Regions from separate parts of the Sus scrofa genome. Here regions 2 and 3 are each linked to region 1. The links are chromatin contacts, called in public Hi-C maps. All regions are on one chromosome and are shown on one strand. Each heading gives the region's core, a stretch centred on a gene start, on an enhancer-like site or on the middle of the called end of the contact. The rest is flanking DNA. Distances are from core to core; before and after follow the strand shown. Region 1 holds the start of SNRPA1 (U2 small nuclear ribonucleoprotein A'). Region 2 has its middle 36 kb from the start of PCSK6. Region 3 holds the start of PCSK6 (proprotein convertase subtilisin/kexin type 6).

What was found. A called contact is a pair of places that touch in the nucleus more often than the background predicts.
Region 2: a Hi-C map of liver shows a contact between it and region 1, with 8 times the contacts expected there. The contact joins the enhancer-like site here to the promoter of SNRPA1 in region 1. A contact is called at or near these places in 1 of 5 promoter capture datasets (fetal liver) and 3 of 47 Hi-C or Micro-C datasets (embryonic fibroblasts, epiblast stem cells and liver).
Region 3: a Hi-C map of embryonic fibroblasts shows a contact between it and region 1, with 3 times the contacts expected there. The contact joins the promoter of PCSK6 here to the promoter of SNRPA1 in region 1. A contact is called at or near these places in 1 of 5 promoter capture datasets (liver), 6 of 47 Hi-C or Micro-C datasets (brain, embryonic fibroblasts, fetal heart ventricle and 2 more) and 1 of 2 datasets of contacts at active chromatin or transcription factors (skeletal muscle).

What each region holds. Positions count from the first base shown.
Region 1 is chr1:145,705,230-145,709,205 of Sscrofa11.1, reverse strand. It overlaps SNRPA1 (U2 small nuclear ribonucleoprotein A'), which reads right to left and starts at 1,813. Exons shown (of 9, transcript XM_001925349.7): 1 at 1,654-1,813; 2 at 10-157. The coding sequence starts at 1,735.
Region 2 is chr1:145,470,941-145,474,916 of Sscrofa11.1, reverse strand. No RefSeq gene overlaps it. Among named protein-coding and RNA genes, the nearest start is that of PCSK6, 36 kb to the left of the region's middle. Within about 2 kb of position 1,681, at least 7 of the 83 cell types and tissues checked have an H3K27ac peak or open chromatin away from gene starts, as enhancers often do. A contact at or near this core is called in fetal liver and liver, where this site is marked.
Region 3 is chr1:145,506,402-145,510,377 of Sscrofa11.1, reverse strand. PCSK6 (proprotein convertase subtilisin/kexin type 6) reads right to left here and starts at 1,720. Exons shown (of 21, transcript XM_021098951.1): 1 at 1,421-1,720. The coding sequence starts at 1,705.

The sequences.
Region 1 (3,976 bases), core at 564-3,063:
GACACTTACCATATTCTATTGTTGTTCACTAACAATGTTTTCAGTCTTCTCAGCAAAGGAAAACCATCTAGTTTCCTGATTTCATTGTCAGAAAAATCAATGGCATCAAATTGGTCTAAGGTAGCACCTAGATTTTCAATGACAGGAATTTTGTACCCTGGAGAAAGGAGGGAAAAAACACACAAGGAAACATTAGCAGCATTTCATGGTAATTGGACTCAAAGCTTTCATTCAATCAGAAAGTTGTTTATCTAGCACCTATGCTGTGCCAAACACTGCCAAAGCACTGGTTGATTACAAGGGCAATAAAGATGAGAATACTCGCTAACAGTAATACTAATAGGTAGCTAACATTTCCAAGTATACTTACAAGGTGCCTTGTATTGTTCTAAGCAAGGCCCCAAAGCTAATGAAGTGGCCTAACAGGACTTTACACTGTGAGCTGCCTACTGTCAGTGTCCAAGCCTTGTCCACGTATTGTGGACAGTAATAGCTCCCAACCTTTTTTGCATTTCCACAGGTCAGATTCCCAGAACTCATTTGGATATCTTCGTATCATGACAGTTCCCACTTCTCTCACCTCCCAGAGGCCCAACCCAGAGTTGAAGGTCAATTTGTACACAATGGTAAATCACCTTGTGAACAACTCACTCAAACGCTCACTGATTTGTCTTCTAGGGGCATAATTATTGTCTTAGGTGCTAGGAGAAGAAAAGAAGTTAACCTAGGCAAGGTTAAATAAGTACACATTTCAGAGCTCTAAAGGCTCAAAGTTAAGTGCTGTACCAAAACGAGCATTCTCAACACCGGATGCACTTCAAACTCAGGCAGACATCAGCCTGTGCCAAGAGTATGAAAGCGGTGGGTTACTCTTGAGTCGAACCTATGATATTTAATTTCAACAAAACGAAAGTACTATGTCAGCAAACAAAAAAGCAAGCAGAAAGCAGGGCCCGCAGCAGTGCTGCTCCTGAGACGGTGTTCTCCCCCGTGGGGGTGGATCTCAAGCCAACACTTAACCCCGGAGAAGTCGTCCTTCACACCCTTTCTAAAGCCTCTCCTACTATGCAGACGAGTTGCCACAGGAATCTAATAGTCTGGAGGACTTCCGCCTCCCTTATAGACGCAAGACATCCGGCAGCCCTAGCGTGGCTGAAACAGTCTGCTCTTTGAAAGGTTTTGGCAAAAGGGAAATAGATCCTTGAAGCTAAGGAGGAGGAAAAGCCGGGAAAAAAAATCGCTTTTGCTCCGGACTTCACTTCCTCCGTCCCATACCCAACCTATATTCTCATGACTTCACTTTACCGTATCTCGGTCCGCACGAGGATCACAAACACGGCTCAGCACCCCAACGGCTCAGCCCACCCCGCAGGCGTGTACTTCCCCGCCCCCCAACGGCTCAGGTCACTCGGCAGGCCCGGCACCGGCCCCGCGGTCTGACCCAAGCATCGAGGCGGTCCCGGGCGGTGGGGGCTGGGCTAAGGAGAGCCTCGAAGGAGTCCAGGGTCGGCGTTTCGCCGACGACAGCGGGACTCAGCCGGGGTAGGAACCGGGACGCACGCCCCAGGCCACGTTCCCGCCCTTCGCGCACGCGGCGGGCGCAGGCCGCCGAGCGGGCGGGGAGGCCGGGCCGCCCGCCCCCGCCCGACTCACCTCGCAAGTCCAGCTCGCGGTCCCGCACGGCGTTGGTGTATTGCGCCGCCTGCTCGATCAGCTCCGCCGTCAGCTTCACCATCCTGTCGCCTCCCGCCTGCAGTGTCTCCCGCTCCTCCCGCCGCACCGACGTCCCGGCGTACCCCGCGCCCGCCGCCAGGCAGCATCAATCGCTTCCGGCGTGTGCTAACAGCGCGGCTCCCAGGCCTAATCAATCGAGGAGCCATTTCCTCCGTGATCGGCCCCGCCCCCGGGCTCGGGCACAGCTTTTGGGCTTTAGCTCCCGCGCTCTCCGCGGCGCATCTGGTTCTGAGTTCGTTCCTCTTGTGCAGCTTCGGCCTGCAGTGCCCCCGAGTCCAGATATTTGTGTCCGCAAGTTAATAAAGAGTGAAAGCCCACGAGTGGAACTTTCGCGTGCGTCAGGACACCTAGAGGTGAAAGGGAGGCAGTGACTGCTTTCACTCCGCCCATGGGATTCAGTGATGGGTCCCGGGCTTTGGCATCCGGGTGACACCATGAAGACCAAGCCTGGGTCTTCCGCACTGGTCTAGTTTGCAGTCAGGCCTGCCCTCTCTAGACAATTAGATATTCATGCTGAAGCCTGATAACACAGGAAGTGTGCAGATCTAAAGTCTGCAACATGACAAATGCCCACAGAGTGAGCACATTTGGGTGGCTGCTGCTGGGGTCCTGAAATTCGGAGACTCCTTCATTCCCCAAAGGGAACTACGAATCCGTCACCATAGATTAGTTTTGCTTACTTTTATATAAAGAGAATGATGCAATCTGTTTTTGTATCTGGTTTCTTTGGCTCTGTGTCATGCCTAAAATCCATCCAGGTTGCAGGCAGCAATGATTTGCTTACTTGCTGCTGTATAGAATTCTATTGCGTCTCTTACACCATAACAATCCATTTCGCTGTCGATGGACATTAGGTTTGTTTCCAGCTTGGGGCTAGTCTGCATAATGCTGCTATGAATTTTGTTGTACGTGGATCGCATGCACCTGTGCCTGAACTTTTCCAGGAGTGAAACTAAGGAGACAAAGTGTGTGGTATTATTGATAGGTACTGCCTGATGATAACTTCCAAGAGGCTGGAATCATTTCCACACTGTAGTGGTGTGTAAGGGTTTCCATCACTTGCCAACATTAACCTCATTTGCACTGTCAGTCTTCATAATTTTAGCAATTCTGGTGAGTACCAGTGCACTATTGCTTTCATTTGCTTTTTTCTAATAATAGTTAAGCATATTGTCCATTCTGATATTTTTTTACAAAGTGCCCATTCAAGTCTTTCTCCCATTTTTTTTCTTAGTGGGTTTTCTTTTTTCTTATTCCTTTTAAGATTTCTTTATATATTCTGAGTGTGAGCATACTATATGGCTTGCCTTTTACTCTTTTTTGGGGGGTAGTAGTTTAAACTTCCTAAATACCAAACACCTCACAGGAAGCCAAAATACTGTCCTCGTATACATCATCAAGCTGCAAAACACAAATTTTAGTACATTTTGGTCTGTTTAAGAAAACATCTTATTTCCCAAATCACCAAAATCATAATCTGGGCTGTAATTTTAATCAGAAGGATAAGAAATGTGACTGCCTCGCCTATTTTGCAAAAAAACAAAAACAATACAATCTGCCAACCCATCCTGAGCTTTCAAATGGTCCAATTAAATAAGAGACTTTGGAGGAAGAAATTCTTGGCTGAGAAGGCCCTCCCCATTGACAATGGTGTCTTTGGTCTTTTTTTGTTTGTTTGCTTTTTAGGGCTGCACTCTCAGCATATGGAAGTTCCCAGGCTGGGGGTGAATCGGAGCTACAGCTGCCAGCCTACACTGCAGCCACAGCAATGCCAGATCCATGACATGTGTGTGACCTACACCGCAGTTCATGGCAACGCTGGATCCTTAACCCACTGGCAAGGCCAGGGATCCAGCTCACATCCTCGTGGATCCTAGTCGGATTCGTTAACCGCTGAGCCATGAAGGGAACTCCCTCTTTTGGAGTTTTACTATGGTTATCTAGGTCTGGAACCTAGGTATCGTTATCTAGATTCTGCTTACTGAGCTTTCCACCGTTAACAGTGTTTTTAAATGACCAGAATTTTATTTTTATGTTCAATTTATGTGTGTGTGCACATGTGTCTTGAGACATTTTCCCTCATCTCCAAAATATTTTTCTATGCTAACTACCAGAGGCTCAACACTTTTCACATTTAGCTCTCCAATTCTTCTGGAATGGATTCCTTTTGAACTTTGTATTGAAGTGTGATATACATGCAGCACACTGCAAACCACACATACCCAAGCAACTGGCATCCAGA
Region 2 (3,976 bases), core at 432-2,931, 230 kb after region 1:
ACTTTGTCACACCTGAGGAATTCGGAGGTTCCCAGGCTAGGGGTCAAATTGGAGCTACAACTGCCAGCCTACGCCAGAGCCACAGCAACGCAGGATCTGAGCTGCATCTGTGACCTACAGCACAGCTCACAGCAACGCCAGATCCTTAACCCACTGAGCGAGACCAGGGATCAAACCCTGCAACTTCATGGTTCCTAGCTGGATTAGTTTCCACTGCGCCATGACTGGAACTCCCTGTTTTTTTTTTTTTTTTTTTTTTTTTTTTTTTTTTTTTTAAGGTATTTTTAAAAAAGATATCTATTAAAAAAAGAGTGTTTCTTTTGAAAATTAAAGTGAATTGAAGTTCATTTTATTCTGAGAGCCTCACAGTAACTCTTGAGATAAAGTGGACTTTAATTAGTTTAGTTTTGAGAAGATCTCAATAGCTTTTAGGATATGCATAATTATCTTGAAGGGTCTCATAAAATTAGGTTAAAAATCTCTAGCCCAAGCTGGAGAAAGATAAAGGTTGGTCTTCCACGGGGCCTTCCTTTGGTTCCTTGCCCAGCAGAGGAGACTCCAGCTGGGGGCTGGGAGCACCCGACCCTGCCTCAGGATTTCCTGCCTTTTCTGTGGAAACCTTCAGTGGTTTCATCCCCAACCTTCAGCGAGGAAGGAGAAACTCACTGCCTTCTGTTCTCCCCATGGTGCTAATTTACAGCCAGATCCACTGAAGTATTCGCTGTAGGTAAAGCTGTGTTTTCAAGCAGAATGTTCCAAAGGCCTGTGGCTATGACCAGATGCCACACAGACACAGAGACATCCACTTCAGCTCCAGCTCCAGGGAGCCCCGTGCTCCATCCCCCTGTCCCAGGATGGCCCTTCGGCACCCCTTCTCCTTGAGGGGAGGCCACAGGCCATCCTGACTGCAGGGCCCATGCTGCTATCTGCACTCTTAATCCTGCCCTAATCTTCACAATGAGCCTCCAGAAGAAACCACACGTCTCACACGAACCCTGATGTGGATGGAAAGCAAAGCAGAGGACGGCTTAGAGGTCATACTGCGCTGGGAGAGCACGGCCCCACCACCTGCACACGAGTGCGGAGCACATGCGCGCATGTGCACCATGGGCTAGGTGCGCCCCTCCCATCACGTCCCACCCGGCCGGAGTGACGTCCAGAGGTGGAGAACAAGCAGGGGCAGAGAGTGAAGAAGAGGAGAGAGAACAAGAGGTTTGACATTTCCCAGTGCTCCATAACAGGGAGACAATTGCAGTAACAGTTTGAGCCCAAGTCACTCAGGGCCCTATCGGCAATTACTTCAATATTTAAAGCAGACGCCCTGTGAGCAGCTCTTTGTTAATATTTAACTCGATCTGGGCAGTCACTGGGAAAACAACTGTTTACAGGAGAGATGAACAAACATCCCTGATTGCTCAAAGCCAAAAGAGGCTTTAGGGGACTAGCAGCTGTCAGTGTTTCCAGATCCCAGCAGCTCTAGCCCTGGGCTCTCTCCACGGTAAGGACCGGGACAGGAAGGCCCACAGCTGTCCCGGGGGTGCCGTGAAAACCATAAACACGCATCATGAGGTTGGTGGCCCTGCTCCAGAATCGTGGTTTGCAGGAAACCCAGCCCTGCAGCTGGGCCTGGGAGGTGGCTTCTGGCAGGCCGCTGGCGCCACGCCGGGGCAGCTGTGCCCTACAGCCCTGGCTGGGTAGTCCTGGCCTTAGGCACTGTCCTGGGAGGAGTCCTTGCAGACTCCCTGTGCGCAGCCACGGGCAGGTCCTGGAAAGTAGAGAGGCTCTAACTTATGGAAGGAATAACATGCTTGCTGGAAAATCCTCCAGCTCACGCTTGGGCCTTCAGGGACACCAGGCAGGACCACTTCGCAGAGATGACACACTAGCCTGTTAGCCTATTCTCAGGGACTGGAGCATAGGCGTCTTTGTGATCGCTCCCACCTTCCATGTGCCGGGCCTCCATGAACCTGGTTATCTTTACTGCGTCTGTATGAATCAGGCCTGGAGTGAAAGATTATGCACTTACCTCAGGCCTTATTTCCCTTCATACCCTCCCACGGAGACTTCATAAGCCTGTACAAGGGATCACCTGGACATGAAATTCCAGTCCAGGTCTGAGGAATGCTCCCATATTGAATTCCAACACGGGTCTCACAGGTGTCACAGTGGGAGCACAACCCCTATTTCATCATCTAGGCATTGACTGTGGAGTTGGCCAACCACAGACCCACAACCCTGGGCACCTCCCAGTAATTGCTGCCCATCCTGCCCAAACCGCAATTGACCTTGACCCACAGACAACTCTTCAAACTGTTGTTTACACACCTGGCCATTTACTATAAAGGATGAAATGCTGAGTGGTGTCCCATTCTGACCAGTCTGTACAAGGATTGGGGCCATGCACATCAATCCTTGTTAAAATAACTTCTAGTTTATTAGAACAAATATTTGGATTGGGTATTTAGTCCTGGGCTTCACAAAGTAAATATCTTTTTATACTCTGAGAAAAAAGCACAAGGCTATCTAAGGTATTGGAATAAATTTTCTGTGTTCACAGCACAGTTCTGACAACTAGAAATCCGAAAGAACACTTGAAGGGGTAAAAAGAATCACAACATCACCACAGCAGTCAGCGATGATTCTACCTTAGCAAAAGAGTGGCCCACAGGGTCTAGAAATATCTGTGGTCACTGAGCAGCTGCTTGGTCATTTTTATTGTATGCTTGTCCAGCATCAGAATGGCCTTCTCACTTCTGGAGAATCAGCCATTCCAGTGGGAGGCAAGACCCTGCCTCATTCTACAAACACCTAAAAGGCCAGAATGCTTTTGCTGATCCCTGGAAGGGGCTCAGGGCTCAGCAGGTGCCCAGCCACAGTGGCCCAGCCACATGTCTGGGTGGGACTTGGGCTGAGGTCCTGGTCACCCAGCCCCTCTGGGTTCCTGATCATTCTCCGCAAGGGATTCTCTAGCCACTTGCTCTCTGTTTAATAAATGCCTCTCCTTACGATTACCCAGAGTTGATTTCAGCCATGAGCCCTGATGCCGCTGTGGAGAAGGCCTGTCCTGTCCTGGCAGCTTTTGGTCAGAGCCACTTCAGGCCTGCTCCGTAGACCACCCAGCTTCTCACCTCTGGGCGTGTAGGAGGCACAGCCTGCCCTGCACTGCCTCCCGCCCCTCTCACCTGGGCATTCTGACAGACTCAGCTATTCCCAAAACTGCACACATCAATTAAACTTTGGCAGCATGCTGGCGAAGGCTGGGTGGCACCCCAAATCTGTCTGTCTCACTGGTTGGAAATAGGATTGCAAGCTGGAAGGGCTCTAGCAAACTCCTGTCTCCACCACTCTTACAGAGACTGGGCTGACCAGCTCCAAGACAGCAGTCCCCAGGCTTAGCTGAGTGACTAAGTGTGCTCACTGTTACCAGGGCAACTCTGCCCCCACCAGGCCTCAGGCAGAAGAGAATCGGGGCAGAGAAGGAGGCCAGATGGAGGTCCTGTCACCAGATGGAATCAGAGGTTAAACTTAACACCAAGTTCAGGGCGTTGAGAAATGGAGAAAGTGGCCATTCGTAGGCTCCTGAGTTTTAGAACGAGGTTTAGGCCACCTGGCTCGAGAAGAGCCATTGACTGGGGTCCTTTAAGTGGAGGTGTTCTGTCATTTTTCCAGGCCCAGAGAACTTGCCCTCTTCTGCATCCCTGTCATTCACTCCCATCCAACAGAAACACACTAAGCACCTTCTGCATGCACCGAGCCCAGCTGCGGGCCCCTCACCAGCCTGCAGAAATGTGTGTTGGCCATGGTCGTGGGTGTGGGAGGAGGGGGTGACAGGTGGCCAGCAAGGTGGGGACGGGCATCGGGTGCAGCTGAACAGTGGAGACAGGGACCCTGGACAGCGGTAAAGGTGTTTGTGGGAACCAGAGTTTGGAAGCGCTCGTGGCTGAGTCCCGTGTGTGGGAGCCCTGCCTCGCAAAGC
Region 3 (3,976 bases), core at 471-2,970, 200 kb after region 1:
ACACCCGCCTCTGAAACAGCTCATATCCCAAACCAACTAGCTCCTGGGTGTGTGAGTGGCTCCTCAGTGTCAGCCCCAGCAGCACGCCCACCAGGCTGAGCGACCAGGCTGTAGGAAGTCCACCCTGGCTTCCCTGGACCAAGCTGGGGATACCCGGAGATGCTCCCCAGAAGGCCCTGGGTGAAGGGGGTACGTGCCTAGAGGAAACCTTTCCCACAGGCAGAGAAAGGACAAAAGATGCCTGCATAAGCAACTCAGTGAGTCTCGAAGTTGTTTCAAAAATCCGGCAGGACCTGGCGGGGAAGGGAGATTTCTGATCCCAGGAAGGGAGCCCTGAACGGCAGTCACTGTGCCTCTCACTTGCAATGTCCAGAAGCTCACAGCTCAACTTCAGTTCCCCTCTGCTCCTTTAATTATAACAGCCAAAACCCAGGCGCTCTGTAATTTACCGGGCAGTGTAAGAGTCACTTTTAGCTGAAGACAAATTGCTGGGCCACCTGGGCAGAGCAGTGAAGTGTGGCAAGAGCCAGGGCCCTAAGCAAACAGGGGGGAGCAAGGAACCAACCAGAAAGACCCAGAGGAGCCCCTTCTCCGGTCTGAAGCATGAACTCGGGAGATTTAGGAACCACAGAGAGAATCAAAGCCAGTGCTACCTGAAGGCAAATCTTAAATCACAGGATGTTTGGAGAGACCTGAGCGGTCAAAACACACACACCAAAAAAGAGACACCAAAGGATGTGATGGGTTCTTTCAGACACTCTGACCTGCAGTGTAAAGTACAGTTCAAACGAGCACAATCTACTTTTCCAGAAGGGTGCACATCACACAGGAACTGCATCCACGCTGGAGTTAAGATGCAAAGAAAAGTCCTTTACATTAGGGCCGCACCACACTCTGCTGGCTTCTGTCACGGAGAATGATGAAACCAAATTTAACACTGCCTGGCAGTAGGGGCTGAGTTATGAGTGGTGCCTCCCTGTCACTACACTTGATCCTCTTAAGTGTGTAATCTGGAGATGTGTTCACCGCACCGACAGGTCCCCTGTGGGACCCCTCCACCGGCCATAAATCAAGATCAACCCCCGCCTCACTGCCACTCTTCAGGGTTGGGGCTGGAAAAAGGGGACCTGCCTCCAAGGTCCTTTGAAGGAATGCCCCCTTCGTGCCCCGGTGCCGCGGAGCCAGGTTCGGCGACGGGACGAGCCCGGTGGGTAAGGAGGACGGCGCCCACCACGGCGGGGCAGGTGTCCGTGCCCTCTTGCGCCGGGCCTGCGTGGGCGCCCCCGCCGGCCACCCGTTTGTCCCCACCGAGGGCCCCGCGCGCCGCGCTCCCGGGCAACTCCCCAAAGGAGGCGCCCCCTCGCGCCGCTCCCGCCGGCGGCCGGGAAAGTTTTGGGCGCGTGAGGCCGGCTGCACTCACCTGGCCCAAGTTGAGGTAGCCGTGCGCCGCGGCCACGCGGTCCGCCGCGGCCGGGCCGCCCAGCACTTGCACCGCCCAGTGGTTGGTGTAGACGGGGCGCGGCGGTGGCGGCGCGGAGCAGGCGGCGGGCAGCGCGAGCAGCAGCAGCCAGCGCCAGGGGCGCGGCGCCAGCGGCCGGAGCCCGAGCCCGCCGGCGTCCCCTGTGTCCGCGTCCGTGTCGGCAGCGGCGGCGGGGGCCCGGGGCGGCGGCCGGGGCCCAAGCGCGGGCAGCGCGCGCGGAGGCATGGCAGCGGCAGGCTCGCGCGGCGCCCGAGCGGCGAGTGCGCCGGGGGGGTGGGGTGCCGCCTTTTAAAGCCGCTCCGCGCCGGGGGAAGCGCCGCCGCCGCCGCCGCCGCCGCTGCGGGCGGGAGCGAGGGAGGAGGAGGCGGCCGCCGCGCGTTCCCGCCCGCGCGGCCCGGCGGCGCCGTGGACCCGCGCTCGGTGGCGGGCACCCCGGCCTTCGTGAGCCCTCGGCGAAAAGGTCCCTGGGGAACTTCCCGCACTTTGGAGGCGCTCGGGACACAGACGGGCCGGGGCAGCGCGTTCCCCTGGCCACCAGGGAGGGTGGGGCGGGTGTGGGGGAGTGGGGTGCGTCTCAGGTGCTTACTGTTCCCAGGCCGGTGTCGTTCCACCCGCCGGGCAGCCTGGAGGCCTCATAACGCCTGACGGTGTTTGACCTCATTCACAGGAGGCCTTGCTCATCCCAGCGGGCCACAGCGGGTTCGCCCTCGGTTCTGGGTTTTAGGGCCAAGAAGCCACAGGGAAAGAGGTGGCCGTGGCCCAGTCCAAAACTAGGCTTGACTGAAGGGGCATGGTGAGGGGGCAAAGACATTTACCCAATTAGCTGGTTCGGTAGAAACCTAGGGGGACAGCTCCCTAGAGGTCCCAGGGAGGTAGATAGCGCTGGGGAACCCCCCCCCCCCAGTCGACCATTTCCTATCTGAGTGATCTTGGGCTCCACCTGTAAGTGGGAGTGACAATAGTATCTATCCCCTGGAGCTGTTTAGAGCAAGACATGAGTGCTGGCCATGCACTAAGCTGTTGATAAACATTTGTTTTTAGGAGCCCAGACCTGCCACATGGTAGGTGATCTCCAGTTGGGTAGACCTTTCATACCTCCCACTGACCTGGGACCAGTCAGTGGGAAAATGAGATGAATCATCTTGGCCTCCCGCTGCCAGGAGTCACCTAGAACCCAATAGGTAGTTACTTGGTATACCGTGGAGCGCTGAGGGAATATTCACACCTCAGAAGAATGGTGAGAGGTGAGGATCGTTTCAGGGTCTCTTGTCCCTTGCCTTGCAAGGGGTGTTGGTCCCAGCTGGCCCCATGTGGAAAGCAAACCTTTCCCCTAATTAATGTGGGCGGGGAAACAAAAAGTAGGTAAGGAGGCCTTAATGCAGGAAGGGAGTCAGAGACTGCTGGTCCCTTTGCAGGAACTGTCCCTTGCCTTCCAAGTGCTGCAGAGCACGCACCTGAGTCTGTGGCTTGGCAGGTAGAAGGTAGTTGAGGAGGGGCAGGAGGGGGTGGGATTCCTCGGGGGAGCAGGACCCATGGCTTCCCGGGGCCTTTCCAGCCTCCCTCTCAGGAGCCCTTTGGTTTCGTAACCCACATGATTCATCCTTTCTGCAGGCGTGAGTCACCCCAATGGAGGTGGGAGAACGTGAGGCGTGGTGGGAGGCCCAGCAGGGACACGGGGACAAGCCAAAGTCTTGTTCACAAGGGCTTCTGCCCAGGGCCCGTTTTGGAACCTGAGGATTGATTTCCACGAGTTCTTCTCTTTTCTGCACTTGCCACAGGTTTTCCTCCCTGACCCTAGGCAGGTGGGTCAGCTCCCTGGGCCTGCCCCACAATGCAGAATGCAGGCCCCTGGTACCCCTCCTGCAGATGCCCTAGACATTCCCCTGCCCCACCCACATGAGAGACAGGAAGCCCTAACGCAGTCGTGGCTCCCCTGCAGGAGCCCACACCATCCCTACTGGGCAGAAACAACGCCCAGAACCCCCAGCCTGTCTCTCCCCAATACCACCTTTACTGCCCACAGAGGAGGGCCATTAGATTAAAGGCCTTGCTCTGTCACTCACCAGCAATATACTGGGTGACTTGTGTCACCTTTCTGGCCACTGTTGGCCAGACCCTACTTCAGCATGTGACCCTCTTCAAGCTAATGCTGCATTGCACATAACTAAGTCATTATGAAGTAGGCCATGCCTCCTGAGAGGGTACCCCCACAGCACAGTAATCTTGACAGGCAGAGAGGGGTTTTTCCATAATAATTCAGTAGATTAAGGGATTCAGCCCACTGGATTGAGAGGAGGCTAAAATGCATCTGAATTTTTATTTGAAGGGATCAGAATTTGTTTTATTAATAGATCCGGTCCTTTTGGGCTAAACTTCCCATTTATTGCGGATGTGCCTGGACGATATCTTGGCTCCAGTATGGTAGGAGACCAGCTTCCCAAAATGAACATCCTAAATCAAATCGCCTTCTGTGGGTTTCCTATTGATTTACACGGT